Linked DNA regions of Mus musculus: all the other regions are linked to region 1. The links are chromatin contacts, called in public Micro-C and promoter capture Hi-C maps. All regions are on one chromosome and are shown on one strand. Each heading gives the region's core, a stretch centred on a gene start, on an enhancer-like site or on the middle of the called end of the contact. The rest is flanking DNA. Distances are from core to core; before and after follow the strand shown.

Region 1 (2,801 bases), core at 201-2,700:
GCTCTCGCCAAAGGGAAGCTCCGGGGAGGAAGCCCCGCGCCCTGCCGGGAGAGGCGCGAAGTTATTATTGGTGTGGCGTGGGGAGGAGCTCTTCCTGTGTGCTTACTCGCTCCTAGAGCAGCCAAGAGGCCCCGCAACCTGGTAGCCCCAAGAGCCCAGGAGGGTCTTACTGTAGGGGGGCACGGATGATGTAGGATTATAGGGTCTGCCTTGCTCGGGAAAGTGCCCACGGGAGAACCTGCGAGAAACTTCACTCGGGAACAACGTTTGAGTGCCTGAGGTCCCTGGATGGTTCAGGATAACCCCTCGGATGGAGGTGGAGAGAGCGGTGCCCATGGGCATCCATTCGTGTAGCGTTGTTAGGGGCAGTTGGTGGGTCGGATCTCCACATGTCCCCCAGCAGGCAGAGGTCGGATCGAAAACTCCAGAGCCGGAGCGGATAAAGGGGGTTTGGTCAGCCAGTGCCAAATGCCTAGGTTGGAGCAGCCTCCACTACCTATTCCGCTGCCTTGTCGCTCTGCAGCCAAAGCGCTGCGGTGGGCGCCGGCCGGTCCCCGCAGTCCCAAGTCCCCCTTACTCCCAGGTCTTTCTCCTTCTGCCTCTAGATACAAAGCCTGGGAGAGTCAAGCACGCCAGATAAGATCACAATTTCAGCCCGTCCCGACAGAGCGATCTTATCAGGATGGGACTTGCAGAATGGAATATTTTAAACTTTATCTGAGCCCAGATCGGGGCCGCCCTATCGCCGCACCATCTCGGATGCGGGGGAGGTGCAGGCTGCGAGGTGGCCCGGCTCTGCTGGAGCCGCGCCCCCAGACACTCTCCTTCCGGCTCTCGGGACCCGCCACCCTCTCTGGGGCCCGGACCCCCTGGGTGCCCATGCTGAGACGCGGGGGCCCTGCCCGCCGGCAGAGATTAGATTACGGCGCGCTTGGCACTCGGCGCGGGGGGCGCGGCGCGGGGTGAAGGTCGCGGGCGCAGCGGGGTTGGGCGGCCGCGCAGGGGCGGCGCGGGGCGGCGGGGCGCCAGCGGGGGTCTGGCGGGCACCACGGGCAAAGTTTGACTCACGCTTGATCTGCCGGGGATTGCTCTGTTTCCTCCTGGACATGTCTCCGGCGCCGCGCGCCCTCGCGGCGGCCGCCTCTAGCCCCTGGCGGGCGGCGGCGGGCGGCAGGGGCGCGGCGGGGTAGCGGGGCGGCTCATGCCCCCGGCCCGCGGGCTCCACGGCTGCCTCGGCCCGCGCCCCCAGCCCGCCGCGCCGCGCGTGGGCCGCCGGCGCCGCCGCGGAGGCCCGAGGCCACGGCCCTGCGCTCGGGCGCGCGGACTGCCCGGCGGGCGGCGGGCTGGTGGCGGCTTCTCTGCTCCGGCGCAGACGCCGCCGCCGCCGCCGCTCAGCTTTTCTCAATGGAACCTGCGAGCCGCGAGCGGCGAACCGGCGGCCGCCGCCAGGGCGCTCCCCGCAGGCTGGCCAGGCGGGCGGGGCCTTCGCGTAGCTGGCGGCGGGCCCCGCCTCTCGCCACGCCCCGGACCGTCCTCCGCGGTAGCGCCTTCCCACCCGTGCTGACCCCGCCCTCAGGCCGTCCTTCCCACTGGCCCCGCCCCAAACTAGCGCTCGTCTTTTCTCTGCTTGCACCGACTTCCGCGTACTCACCCAGCCTGGGCCGGGCCTTCTGTCCTCGCGCTGGCTCCACCCCTCATCTGTGCTCCTCGCGCTGACCCCGCCCTTCAGCCGATTCTTCCCACATTGGTCCCGCCCTTCGGCCGTCCCTCCTCGCGTTGACCCCGCCCCTCAGCCGTCCTCCTCACATTGACCCCCGCTCCTCAGCCGTCCTCCTTTCGTCGACCCTGTCCCTCAGCAACCTTATTACCCTGATCCCGCCTATCAGTTGTCCTCCCCACGTTGTCCCTGCCCCTGCCCCGCCCTCACAGTGACCCTGCTCCTCAGCTACACTCTCTTGTTGACTCCCTTTGCTCGTCCTCCTCACAAGAGCACAGCCTCAGCTGTCCTCAAACTGATCCCGCCCCTTTACTAGTCCTTCCCACGGGCTCCGCCCCTGTATTCCTTGCCACCCTGCTGGCCACGCCCACAACCCGCCCTTCCAGGTGCTGGCTCCGCCCACGTCTCCTCCTTCTTTGCCTTCGCCACGCCTCCGTAGGCCCGCCTTCTCCCTGGCCCCGCCTCTGCTCCGTAGTCCTTCGCACAGGCCTGGTCCTTCCCCGCCCCCAACACAGGCCTTGCCCACGTCTGTCCAATCCTCAGCTTTGTCCTCACCTCCTCCGGGCTGGCCCCTGGGCTGGCCCCAGGTCGCGCCGGCCTTGTCCCGAATTCCCACCCTCGTTTCTAGATAGACCTCTAGCCTTCTTAGTTAGTTGTAGTTTCCTGAGGTTATGTCCGCAGGCCTATTTAGGACTTGGAGACCTGTTCTGCCCCTTGGAGACCTGTGCAGCAGCCCCGCGGCACAGGCCCCTAGCTTGTCTGGCCCTGCCCCTCCGCTCTGGAGCTCCGCCCCCATGGCTTAAGTTGTGCTGCCCCTTGAAGCTGTGCCTTTCAGGGAGCCAGCAGTGGGGTCTGGATGCCCGAGGCCTGGACACTAAATTTTTGCTGGACTTTGAAAGTTGACAGAGACTCTGATCCAGAAGGAAGCTTCAGTATGAGATTTGCAGCTTCCGATGACTGTGGGTAGCCTCAAGTGGTTCAGTCTTATGCCTAATTGGAGGGGAGGGGAGGGAACCTCAGGTTTTTCCTTCTTGAACTCAGACCTGCCCGGAAATCCGGGAGGAGCCAGAGGTCAGCTGGCCTT
Region 2 (2,801 bases), core at 226-2,725, 1.7 Mb before region 1:
GAAACCCTGTCTCGGAAAACCAAACCAAACCAAAACAAAAAAGAAACCGAAATTCTCCTACACTGCACTTTGCAAGAATTAAAGGCTCCATTACGCATGCGCACGTTTCTCCTGGACTGTGGACTGGAAAGCTGCTTTCTCTCATCCTTAGGGCAGAGATGACTCCTCCCTTCCATGTTCTCTCTCCCCCTACCCCCTCCCACTGTATTTACTTCTGATATGCCTAACAACCTTGTGTCCATAATGGTCTCTCAGGTAATTGGGTTTGTTTGTTGGCATTTGAGACAGTGTCTCATGTAGCCCAGGGTGGCTTTGAACAACTTCTGGTCCTACAGAGATTATAGGTGTGTGCAGCCACACCTGGCTCAAGTAGCTACTTCTAAATGCTTTTCTTTTTTTTTCCGAGTTCAATTCCCAGCACCCATGCTAGGTGGCGCACAACCCCCCTGTAACTAACTTCAGAGTCCAATGCCCTCCTTCTGGCTTTCTGAGCTCTTAAAAGATCAAAACTGCCCCAAGGAACTCGATGCCTCTATCAGCAGGAAGTAGTCTACGGATATCGAAGCCCCCTTTTCCTCTAGCCTTCTTTCTCCTACCTAGTGTTGGGGGGTTGAGAGGGAGACAAGTGGTAGAAATAGGAACCCATAAAGTGGTCAAAAGTCTGGCTACAATGTTGTCTAAGTGGGACACAATGAAAAAACCGAAAAGGAAAGGCCACCCGAAGTAACAAGGGACCTCACAAGTTCAGCAAGGGTCCCTGGGCAGTTATCAGCCCTGAATATTTACAAACTCTAGTACAGCCTCGGGCTAATCTCAGTTCACTGTTTAGTAATGTGGGGAGCAGAATGGAAAAGACACCCCCATACACACACTACGGTCTTCCGAAACAGCCGCAGAGGACTAACAGAACTGTGTGCACGCCTGCTATCGGCTTCTACTAGGGTCTGGAACTTCAGGGGCAGCGATGAGAGTGAACATGCCCGGGGACTGGGGGCACTGTCATTTCCGAATCTCCGGCAGTAGGACAGACCCATCAAAATGCAAGCTGTGCCTGGAAAGCAAAAAGCTGCAACCCGCTGCAGAGCCCAGACAATCGAACGAAGAACAAGCCTGAACCGATCTGAATTAGGTTGGGAAAAACTGTGAGCACACCACCGCCGCCCAGAGCGCGACTTCCTCAGCTCCGCCCACGGGCGCCTCCTTCCCCAGCCCACGCTCGCCGCGGAGGGTCAGCTCCAGCCGGAGACCGGCGCTTCTGGCAAGCTCTCGGTCCGGAGCACTGGATCCACCGCGGTGAATCGGGTCGCAGGACTCCAAATCGCCTGCCCCGCCCCTCCCCGGTACTGGATGTGACGTCAACAAAGCGCTCCCAGTTCCGACCTTGCCCCGAGTCTCGGCGCCGATCTTTGACGTCATTGCCATGCGCCTTCCCCTCCCTACTCGCTGAGCGCCCCCTTACGTCATCTCTAGGCGCCTTCCCGCCCCTCAGGTGTTCAAGCTCCGGGCGCGCGAGGTTCTCGCTATTAGCCCGCGAGTGCCGCTTCCTCCACGCTCTCTGCAAACATGTTTCCGAGCGTCTCCTCTCCGCGAACCCCAGGGCCGGGGACCCGACGCGGTCCGCTAGTCGGGATCGGGCCCACGTCCACGCCTAGAGCGAGCAGGAGGGGTCTGTCTCTGGGATCTGCGGTTAACTCGCCCGTGCTGTTCTCGCCCGCAGGCCGGCGCAGCTCGGTGAGCTCACGGTAAGTGGGGGTTCGGGGACCAGCGGGGTCCGCTCCACAGCGGGGAGGTGGAGCCTGGCAGTGGGGTAAGCTGCCGCAGAGTTCGAAAGTACTTCTGGTCATTCTCGCGTTTTATTGTCGCTGCTTAATGGTGGCCCTCGTTTTGCCCGTTCTCTGTTTAACTCTTTATTGGACCCATGGATTCACTCTGTCTCCGCGCTACAGAAAAGAATGAAAGAACCTTTTGAGCACTACGCTTGCAAGGTAGGAACATACTTCAGATTATTGTAAAGATTAAAAAGTCATTTCTTTATTATGTTGACACAGGTCAGTGTCGGGCTGCTGTTTGTTTAAAGTTGTGGTTTGACTCTGTGGCGTTTGACACGAGTAACATTTGGTCTGGTGTAGTCTTTTTGTGATATAGTGTAGGAATGCAGCCTGGAACTCAGTCCTGTCCACTTTGGGACAGCCCATGCTACGTACCCTAGGCTGACTTTGCTCAATCCACTTTTAAGATTCTTCTATTTCAAGCATGCAGTAGCTTGTCTGGCTACCATCATTTTGTTTAACACTTCCAGCTTTAAGTCAGGATCTCAGCATCTCAGGATTCAGTACACCTATCTGAGTCATGGTAAGAGCCTACAAACCTGGCAAAAATGTTTTCTCAGTGCCTAGCAAATGCTTATTACTACATACTGATTGGCAGTTAAAGGACTTGGGCCACAAAATGTGATGGTTGTGACTAGGTTACATAAAAGCACTTTGTGTGTGTGTGTGTGTGTGTGTGTGTGTGTGAGAGAGAGAGAGAGAGAGCGTGCTTCACTAAAGATGCTGGTGTGCTGCCAAGTCCACATGTATAGTAGAATTGTTACCCTCCTCAATGTAATTAACACGAAAATTCAGAATTGGGTTACCTTTTTCTAGAAGAATTTCTTCTGTTCATCTTTCAAAAGTGAATTTCTGGGATGGAAAGATGGCTCTGGGGATAAGAGCACTTGCTTTTCGATATCTATCTATCTATCATACAATCATATATATATATATACACATATATACACACACACACATATATGTATATAT
Region 3 (2,801 bases), core at 126-2,625, 1.2 Mb after region 1:
GCGGGGTCCATGGCCTGGCCGCCCGCGCCGCCGCCTCCTCCTGTGCCCCCGCCGTGCGGCGGCTGCTGCTTGTCGGGCGCGGACATCGGGTGGCTGCTGCCGCCGCCGCTGCCGCCGCTGCTCTGCGCTGCCGAGCCGGGAGGAGGAGGAGGAGCAGGAGGGGAGGGAGGGGAGGGGGCTGCGCGGGGCGGCTGCACCTCTGCCGTCACTGCGGCTCCCGAGCGCGCCTCCCCCGCAAGCCCGCCCTCCCCAGGCGCGCTATTCTCCTCCTCCTCCCTGCGGGAGGCCACGCGCATCAGGGGGCCCGGCACCGCCCCCCCCGCCTACTCCCCCCCCCCGCCGGTGCACGCCTTTGCGCCCCCGCAGCCTGCAGTGTCCGATCCCCCGTAGCTATTCAGTGGGCTCAAGCCCCCCAGGTCCCTCCCCACGCGTCCCCAGCCCCCCTCCACCCCCGCTCCCCGGACTGCGAAGCCTGCCCCGCCTCTGCCGACCTGGACCCGGTGTGCCGGTCCCCGCCTCCTAGGCCCGGATGACCGGGCTGGACACGCGCCCGGGACTCCGGTCTTCCCGGCGCGCTGGGCTGCGGCGGTGGCGGAGGCCTTGGGTCGTGACCAGCGCGGGCAGAGAGAGCGATTGGGTTCCCGGCCCCCGGGGCAGGACGGCGTAAGTTCCCGAGAGGGACCGCCTCCCCTCACTCCCCGCCCTGGGAAGCGCTGCGCCGGCGCCCGGCGCTCCTCGGACTCGCCCAACCGCGCTGCAGCCACTGCCCCAGCCGAGCGCGGGCGGGCGGAAAACGAAACCGCAGGCGGCTTAGCGGGCGCTTTGTCTCCAAGCGCTGCAAGCGGGACCCGGAGAGTGGCTTCAGGTCGTGCAGTGCCACGAACCGCACAGGTTCCCTAGCAGGCGGCTTCGTGCACTCATTCATGAAAGCGCGCACACGCGTGCATTAACACGCGCCCGGAGCGCACACACAACGATGCCCCCAAGCGAATCCTCTAATCACCAACTTAGACGCGCAGGCTTGCACCAGTGCGCTCCCCACTCACGTTCCCCAGGGTCCCCCGGGAAGCTGCCACTCTCAGATCTGAATTCACAGAGCAAAGTCTCCTCGGAGCCCCCTCCCCCCACGCTTAACTCTGAAATCCGCTTAGTTGGCCCCGCGGCCCCGTGTCCCCTTTTACAAGCGCAGGTTCTGATTTCCTGAGAGATGGCAAAGTCCGGGGCAGGAAGTTTACAAGGCTCAACGTAAACACGTTCCGGGGGATCCTTTAATAATAAGAGTAGAGAAGCCCGCGGGCGCGGGGGGAGTTGGCCTGATGCCCCTATGGGCTCGGCCTGCCGCCGCCGCGGGGCCTCCGACGCTGCGCGCCAGGCCGGGTTCCGGAAAGCGGGTGGCGCAGGCGGGGAGCGCGTCAGGGAGCGGCCCTGGCTGCGGGGTCGCGGCCTTGGAGAGATGATGCGGGGCGCAGGACGATTCACGATCCCAGGTGGACTTGCGCGCTCGAAACCAGGTGAGTGTGGGCCTTCCGCAGCCCAGACACGCGCGCGCGCGCGCGGGAAGCCCTAGTGGCAGGGCGGGTGACGAAGGGGACCTTTACAGGAGTTGGTGCGAGGGACCTTGGAGCTAGGCGGCTGCGCCCTGGCGCGAGTTGCAAGAAGAGATGTCTGCGGGTCTCCTTCAAAGCCCGCTGGCCTCAAGTTTCTTTGGATTCTCGGTTCCCCATCTTCTCCCCACCCCCACGCCTTCAGCTTTGGTGGTAGGCGCCTTGTCGTCTTCGAGGCGCCTGGCACATCTGTGCGAGGGTCTGGGGGCTTACTGACTTAGGTTGTTGCTCTGTAGCTGCCTCCTTTGGCAGAACCGGGTTCGCAGGAGGCGAGAGTCGCCATCCCGTTCCTTTCTCCAGGACAGACTTTAGAACTCTGTGGTCCAACTAAATTAAAAGGGAGGAAGAAGGGAGGTGGACGCTTATGTGTGGTTATGTGTTCGTGCACATAGACGCTCTAGCAAGCCGGCTTCTGCGCCACACAGTCGGCCTAGACAGCACCCCTCAGCACCATCCACAGACTGGCGTCTGCCTTCTCACGGGACTTAAGTACAGTTAAGGGGCCCCACCCTGGAAGGGCGCACCACATGTAGCCTGCACGCTGCTGGACTGTGCCTTCGCCCACACAGAGCCACAGGATCACAAGAATGGGCCTTGTAGGCCAGAGCGCACCCTTCCACCCCAGGCCACACATTCCCACACCCCCAAGTTTTCTTCTCCCCCCCTTTCTCCTTTCTTTTCCTCTCCATTATTTTCTTTTTATTTACGGTTTGTTTTTTTTTTTTTTCCTCTTACACTGGCAATTGCAGACCTGAGGACTCTGGGCTGTACCTCAGGGAGGGAAGTTCTCAGAAGGGCGCTACATAGCTGGCCTTTAGCGAGAAGTGAGCTGAGGAAGGCGCCCATTTTCCGAGCCGGCACAGGCTGTATTTTGCATGCTGCCCCAGTCCAGCCTTGCCTCTGACCTCAGATCAAGGGTGCCTCCAAATCGAGGGGACGTGAAGCTCTTTTCCAGTTAAAGGATGTGTGCCCATAGGTGACCTCCAGATCTGCCCCCCTTCCCGAACTCCCACAGACCGCTGTCAGAGGCTCTTTAGGGTATTTTGTAGAGAAATTTCCTTTTCAGGGGAGGAAACTGAAGTTTCATTTGCCCTTCAGTCTTCAGGCCTACCTCCTAAGGCTGCCTGTGAGGGGGAGGGTCAGGGGAGCCCAGTTGCCTGAGGCTCAGCCCGAATTCCCACTTTCCACTGAGGAGAG
Region 4 (2,801 bases), core at 219-2,718, 1.2 Mb after region 1:
CATCTTCGGAGAAAGCAGATGGACGAGGCCCCTCAGTGCACGACTTTGGCCGGCACGGGTACGCTGCTCCAAACCCTCAGTCTCTGCCAGGGCAGAGACCGGGGCGACTCCTTCGCCCACAGGCATTGGCTCACTGGAGGTGGGGGGATCGCGAGGCAGGGAAGCAGCCGCTAATCCGCCTTAGTGGAAACGAAGCACTGTGGCCTCGGGAACCTGCAGAGGAAAATAAGAAAGGAAGGGAATCCCCAGCTGGGAAAAGCCGCCCTGGACGTGCGCGTCGAAGACCAGCGAAGCGTTGAAGGGAGGCGCTAGGCCGGAGGAGGCAGCCAGCAGAGAGGAGCCCAGCGCGCCAGGCACGGGCTTAGGGATCCCCGGTGCTTCGGCCCCTGAGGCTGGCGTCGGTCTCACGGCCAAGATGCTGTCGATGCTGAAACTCTTTGACTTGGAACCTTTTGGGGAGCCGCTGGGGGCGGGGCACAGAGGGGACCCCAGGTGGTGTGCCGGACGCTGGAGCTGGCCGCTTGCCACTGCCCCTGCGCCCTGGACTGTGAGGTCCGCGTCGGGGTCCCGGGGCTCAGGGCCGGGCCAGGGAAGGAGCGCGGGCCGCGCGGTGCCTACTGCCGGGGATTGGGAGCGATCCGGCGCGCGCGTCGGGAGTGCAGTGGCCAGGTCCGGGGACCCTACATCGCAGCCCACCTCGGACTCCGGCGGCTCGACCCGGGTGCGCTTGGCCTCCGGGGAACCCGCGGCGGGCTTGGGCTTCCTCTTCCTGCGCCGATAATTGCCGTTCTCAAACATGTCCAAGCAGCGGGGGTCCAGGGTCCAGTAGCTGCCCTTGCCCGGCCGCCCCTTCTCACGTGGCACCTTCACGAAGCACTCGTTGAGCGACAGGTTGTGGCGGATGCTGTTCTGCCAGCCTTGGCGGTTGTCGTGGTAGAACGGGAAGCGATCCATGATGAACTGGTAGATGCCGTTCAGTGTGACCCTCTGCTCGGGAGCATCCTGGATCGCCATGGCTATAAGAGCGATGTAGCTGTAGGGCGGCTTCTGCGGGGGCTCGACGCGGCCCGGGCCGGCCAGTGCAGCCGCAGGGGCGAAGGCCAGGGGCAGCCCAGGCCTCTCGGGGCTGTACACGTACAACAGCGGCGAGGCTGCCAGAGCGGCCAGCGGGGGACTGAAGAGGTGGCTCATGGCGACAGCAGCCTCTCCGCTCCACCGGGGAGTCCTAAGGACTTTGCCCCGCACCAGGGCCCTCCTGGGGAGCCCTCTGTGCGACTGCCCTGCGATCAGCCGCTCTCCCCAGCCGCTGCGCGCTTTGTCCCTTCTTCATGGCTTTAAAAATGTTAAATAATTGTTGTAAGTTTGCTATTATGTGTTGACTTAGCGCTGGAAAATAAATTGTCTATGATAAACAGTCCTTGTGTTCTCAGCCCACCCACATTAATTAAAATTTCATTGCTGAAAATCTCCCAGCTCTTCCCTCCACGTGTCTTTTTGATACCAACCAATCGGTTTCGGGGCTAGTCTTCATTTGTTTATAGAATTAGTCTGTTGATAAGTCCGCCCACCCAAGTTGAATCAAGCTGTGTTTATTTGGAAAAATTTCCGGGCACCCAATATATAAACGCACTGATCTGATGTTTGAAATACCACGTCCACCCCTTGACGCTGTAAGCACACAGTCAGCGAGGCAGGATGTGGAGGGACGGGTGGCTCTCCCCAAGCTGGGTCTGGTAGGCCAGAAAGGAGGAATGGAGATGGGGGTGGGGAAGCCAAGGGGTACATTGTAATCTGGTCTTGGGGATCCTCCCACAAAAGAGCTTTGATTTCCCCAAGCTTAGGGCATTGTAGAGATAGCACCGTTGTCTGCACTTTGGGAACTCGGAAGACAGTAGACACACACACACACACACACACACACACACACACACACACCTTACAGAGATGAGCACTCTCTAGGGGACTACTGTCGAAGAGGCCCCACCTAACGGGGTTCCAGGAGACTCAAATGACTGGATCTCAGTAGCCAACGTTTTTGGAGGTGGAAAGCAGACAGCTCTGGAAAGCTGTGGATGGGCAGAGTATCTGGTCCCCTACCTTGGCTGGCCAGAGGAAGAATACAAAACAACTCCCCTTGGAAAGTGTGGGGGGGCGGGGGGGGGACAACAAGGTCCTTGGGTCTGGCTAAGGTTCCTAGCCAGGCACACCATAAAGGGGGAGGGTGGCAGCTGGCGGGGAGCTGGTGTTCGTGAATGTAGGTCCTTAGCTCCATACGCTGTACTTTCCTGTTTATAACAAGGAGGGGGTTACAACAGCTTTACAAGTGTGTGCAGCTGCTTGGTGATTACATTAAGCATTTGTAAAGCCTGCATGCTGGTCCCCCCCACACACACACCCACCCACCCAGGGGTGTAAGCATCCCCCACCCGTCTCGTTTTACATTTAACCATGTCAAACTTTGAATCCAAACTCCTGGATGCTGCTCATTCTAAAAGGGGCATCTCTCCAAGTGGCTCCCCTCCATCCGGGTACGGTACGGATGCAGGTTAGCCTTGAGGAGGCAGTCTCTGTTCATGATGTCTGCACGCAATTATTCTTTGAAAGCAAGTGGAAACTGTGTCAAGATCTGGGTTAGTAGCCCCCCACCCCTTCCTTCTCTGCCAAAGAAGAAGCATTTGGTGGTGTTATTTGGTGGTGTCATAGGTAAAGAAAAAACTTCTGCCACCCACTGGAAGGGGAAGACACACTGAGGCTTGCACCAGTGGCTGGTACTCATATGGCCTCTGAACGTGGAGAAGTGG
Region 5 (2,801 bases), core at 167-2,666, 1.0 Mb before region 1:
GGCTTGTGTTGGAGGGGGTCCACCTTGTGGGCAATGATGGAAGTACAGCCATTTTTTTTTGAGATTTACTTATTTATTATATGTAAGTACACTGTAGCTGTCTGAAGACACTCCAGGAGAGGGCATCAGATTTCGTTATGGATGATTGTGAGCCACCATGTGGTTGGTGGGATTTGAACTCATGACCTTCGGAAGAGCAGTCGGTGCTCTTAACCACTGAGCCAGCCTTGAGCCACATCTTCTAATAGGCAGAGCAGCTCTCTGATGCTCCTCTCTGAGGGCACTTCTGATGCTAGAGGCAACGTGGGGCTGCCAGACACATTTGATCCTGAACTGGGACGAGTCCTGGCCATAGTGATGAAATTTTGTAGAAATACATTAAAAAAAAATTGGTTCTCTTCAGTTTTATATCTTTAAGTGTTCTCTTTGATGGGTAAAGTGACTTTTTGGCTCCCAGTGTGACCGTAGCACCTCCAGGTCATGGAGGCAGATAAGCCTGATTCCTGGGAAACTTCGGTCAATCTTTGTCTGCTCTGCTCTGGCTCTGATAATGGCTCCTCCAGCTGCTGACTGATTCCAGGCTGGGTGAATTTTAATCACAACCTGGCTACTATGGCCGGTTCAAGCCTGTCTCTAGTGTCCTGTCTTCCACTAGTGTCTGCGTGTGCACACACCTGGGGTAATGCTGAAAATCAAGGACAGTGGCTGCAGTGCACATAATGCCCTCCTTCAGTTTGCTTGTTTGTTTGTTAGAGTCGGGGTTTCTCTGTGTAGCCCTGGCTGTCCTGGAACTCGCTCGGTAGATCAGGCTGGCCTCCAACTCACCGAGATCCACCTGCCTCTGCCTTCGGAATGCTGAGATTACAGCACCGCCCCGCACGTAAGGTGGATTTAAAAAAGGAAGAAACAAGAATGACAGCGTTTTTGTGGCTGTTTTTCCTTCCTAAGTACTTTGAGCGCTTAGCGGGGAGTGATAGCAACTCTAATTTCAACCCTTGAAAGTCACACCCCAGCACCAGAACTCCTTTGGTCAATTTTCCCTCAGAGTCAAATAAGCACAGCAGAGTACTCGGATCGATCCTGTGTAGTTTTGAACAAAGCAGGTAAAAGTGCTTTTTTTTTTTACCGAAAACCTGGGTCCAGTTTGTCACGTGATCTCCCCAGGCCAAGCTCTGGGCCATTAGCAATTCTGCGCCACTTTCCCTCTAAGTTGTCAGGCGCAGGTGTATTGCACCAAGGCTGCCACCATACTGCCTTCTCTGCCACCCGAACGCAGCCAGACTCCGGGACAAGTACTACAACCAAGAGGAAGAGGGCCACAGAGCAAGGGTCCGCCCTCGGGGGTGTGGTCAAGCATGCTCCTAGCCAATGAGCGCCAGCGCCTGGCCGCGGCCAATCGGAAGGCAGCGCGGGCTGCAGAGCCGGTGTTCCAGACGCTATGCCGGGCTCGCCGGCTAGGGGTGCTGCCATGGGTGGTGGGCCCCGGGGCCTCCGAAAAACTTGGACCGAGCTGCTGGGTAGGTCTTGCCATTTCTGCCTTCTGACCCCCAACCAGCGCCAGTGCGGTCCCTCCATTCTTCGGGGTCCGGGTTCAGATCCCAGCGTGGCTCAGCCCTGCCCGCGAGTCAGCCGTCCTGGGCCGCGCTGGTCCTCTTAGGGCCATGGGCCCCAGGCTTCCTGGTCCTGCCGCTTGCTGCAAGCGCTAGGTGACTGTCCAGACTTGGACAGCTTCTCTCTGGACCTCCGCGCAGCGTGTCACCCTGTGTACGTTGCACTATAATTTTCTGAGCAATTTTTTTTTCTTTTTAAAATATCTTTAGCGGGCAGAGTCAAAAAGCAAAAATATGATCCTGAAAGGGAACAGAAATTAAAGGATTCTGCTCTGAAACTCCTGAGATACCATCAAAATATGCATGACCTTTTGCTAGAGGTAAGAGGAAGTTGTCCTGGCTGAGCAGGTTGGATGTTCGGAGCCAAGCCAGATCATAATCTTTTTAATGTCCTTCTAAGCCTGAGTACTTGGCGAGTAACTGGTGCCGGCAAACCAGGTGGGAGGAGAGCTGAGTGTATTTTATATTTTATGTCTTTGGAGATGAAAGTAGTTGGGTAGTACATTTAATAATTCATGAAAGGCTTTAATAAATTCCTTCTGGGAAAAGTACTCGAGGGGCTGGAGGGTTGATTCCTGTACAATCTGGTTTTTGTTTGTTTGTTTGTTTTTCTCTGTGTAATCCTGGCTGTCCTGGAACTCACTCTGTAGACCAGGCTGGCCTCGAACTCAGAGATCCGCCTGCCTCTCTCTCCCAAGTGCTGGGATTAAAGGCGTGCACCACCACACCCAGCAAGATGGAGTACAAGTTGTAAGCTGAAAGAAGCATCCCGAGTTGCTTTTGGTCATGGTGTTTTTATTACAGCAATAGAAATTCTGGGGGCTGGAGAGATGGCTCAGCGGTGTTCCAGAGAAACACCCAGGGGAAGAGAGCAGTGTTTGTAACCTGTGTGGGTGTGGGGTGGAGGAATTCACTGCTGACAAAGGGATGCTTTTTGTCCCAGAAGCCGACTTTACCGTTTGTTGACATGCGCTGCACCCAAATTGGATGGACAGCCCTCTCTTGGAGACACTTTGACTGAAACATTCACTGCAGACACTGGAATTGTTCTAAATATTAAGATAAACATTGTTTCTTTGCAGCAAACACAGACTGTGACAGAAAACGCATATATAGAAACATGAGGGTGATTGAAATCTTTCATAATCCACCAAAGAGAACCAATTAGGCCTTTGCTGCTCTAATTCCATG

What was found. Promoter capture Hi-C pulls out the DNA fragments that hold promoters and counts their contacts. Hi-C and Micro-C count contacts between places; a contact is called where the count stands out from the background. Capture Hi-C pulls out chosen DNA fragments and counts their contacts.
Region 2: a contact with region 1 is called in a promoter capture Hi-C map of liver, with 4 times the contacts expected there. The contact joins the promoter of Nup133 here to the promoter of Zfpm1 in region 1. A contact is called at or near these places in 1 of 484 Hi-C or Micro-C datasets (CD8 T cells) and 1 of 9 other capture datasets (liver).
Region 3: a Micro-C map of embryonic stem cells shows a contact between it and region 1, with 6 times the contacts expected there. The contact joins the promoter of Fendrr here to the promoter of Zfpm1 in region 1. A contact is called at or near these places in 1 of 484 Hi-C or Micro-C datasets (embryonic stem cells) and 1 of 115 datasets of contacts at active chromatin or transcription factors (embryonic stem cells).
Region 4: a promoter capture Hi-C map of embryonic stem cells shows a contact between it and region 1, with 2.4 times the contacts expected there. The contact joins the promoter of Foxl1 here to the promoter of Zfpm1 in region 1. A contact is called at or near these places in 1 of 39 promoter capture datasets (embryonic stem cells) and 1 of 484 Hi-C or Micro-C datasets (B cells).
Region 5: a promoter capture Hi-C map of pre-B cells shows a contact between it and region 1, with 4 times the contacts expected there. The contact joins the promoter of Fanca here to the promoter of Zfpm1 in region 1. A contact is called at or near these places in 2 of 39 promoter capture datasets (cranial neural crest and pre-B cells) and 3 of 115 datasets of contacts at active chromatin or transcription factors (large pre-B cells, pancreatic cancer cells and pro-B cells).

Annotation. Positions count from the first base shown.
Region 1 is chr8:122,280,790-122,283,590 of GRCm38.p6, reverse strand. It overlaps Zfpm1 (zinc finger protein, multitype 1), which reads right to left and starts at 1,450. Exons shown (of 10, transcript NM_009569.4): 1 at 1,069-1,450. The coding sequence starts at 1,108. The region is part of intron 1 of Gm39269 (a long non-coding RNA gene); the gene reads left to right. RefSeq lists an enhancer at 593-836.
Region 2 is chr8:123,947,939-123,950,739 of GRCm38.p6, reverse strand. Nup133 (nucleoporin 133) reads left to right here and starts at 1,475. Exons shown (of 26, transcript NM_172288.2): 1 at 1,475-1,742. The coding sequence starts at 1,564.
Region 3 is chr8:121,081,684-121,084,484 of GRCm38.p6, reverse strand. Fendrr (Foxf1 adjacent non-coding developmental regulatory RNA) reads left to right here and starts at 1,375. Exons shown (of 6, transcript NR_045471.2): 1 at 1,375-1,511. Foxf1 (forkhead box F1) reads right to left here and starts at 99. Exons shown (of 2, transcript NM_010426.2): 1 at 1-99. The coding sequence starts at 86.
Region 4 is chr8:121,126,352-121,129,152 of GRCm38.p6, reverse strand. Foxl1 (forkhead box L1) reads right to left here and starts at 1,468. Exons shown (of 1, transcript NM_008024.2): 1 at 1-1,468. The coding sequence starts at 1,191. The coding sequence ends at 181.
Region 5 is chr8:123,317,191-123,319,991 of GRCm38.p6, reverse strand. Fanca (Fanconi anemia, complementation group A) reads left to right here and starts at 1,416. Exons shown (of 43, transcript NM_016925.3): 1 at 1,416-1,517; 2 at 1,821-1,930. The coding sequence starts at 1,439.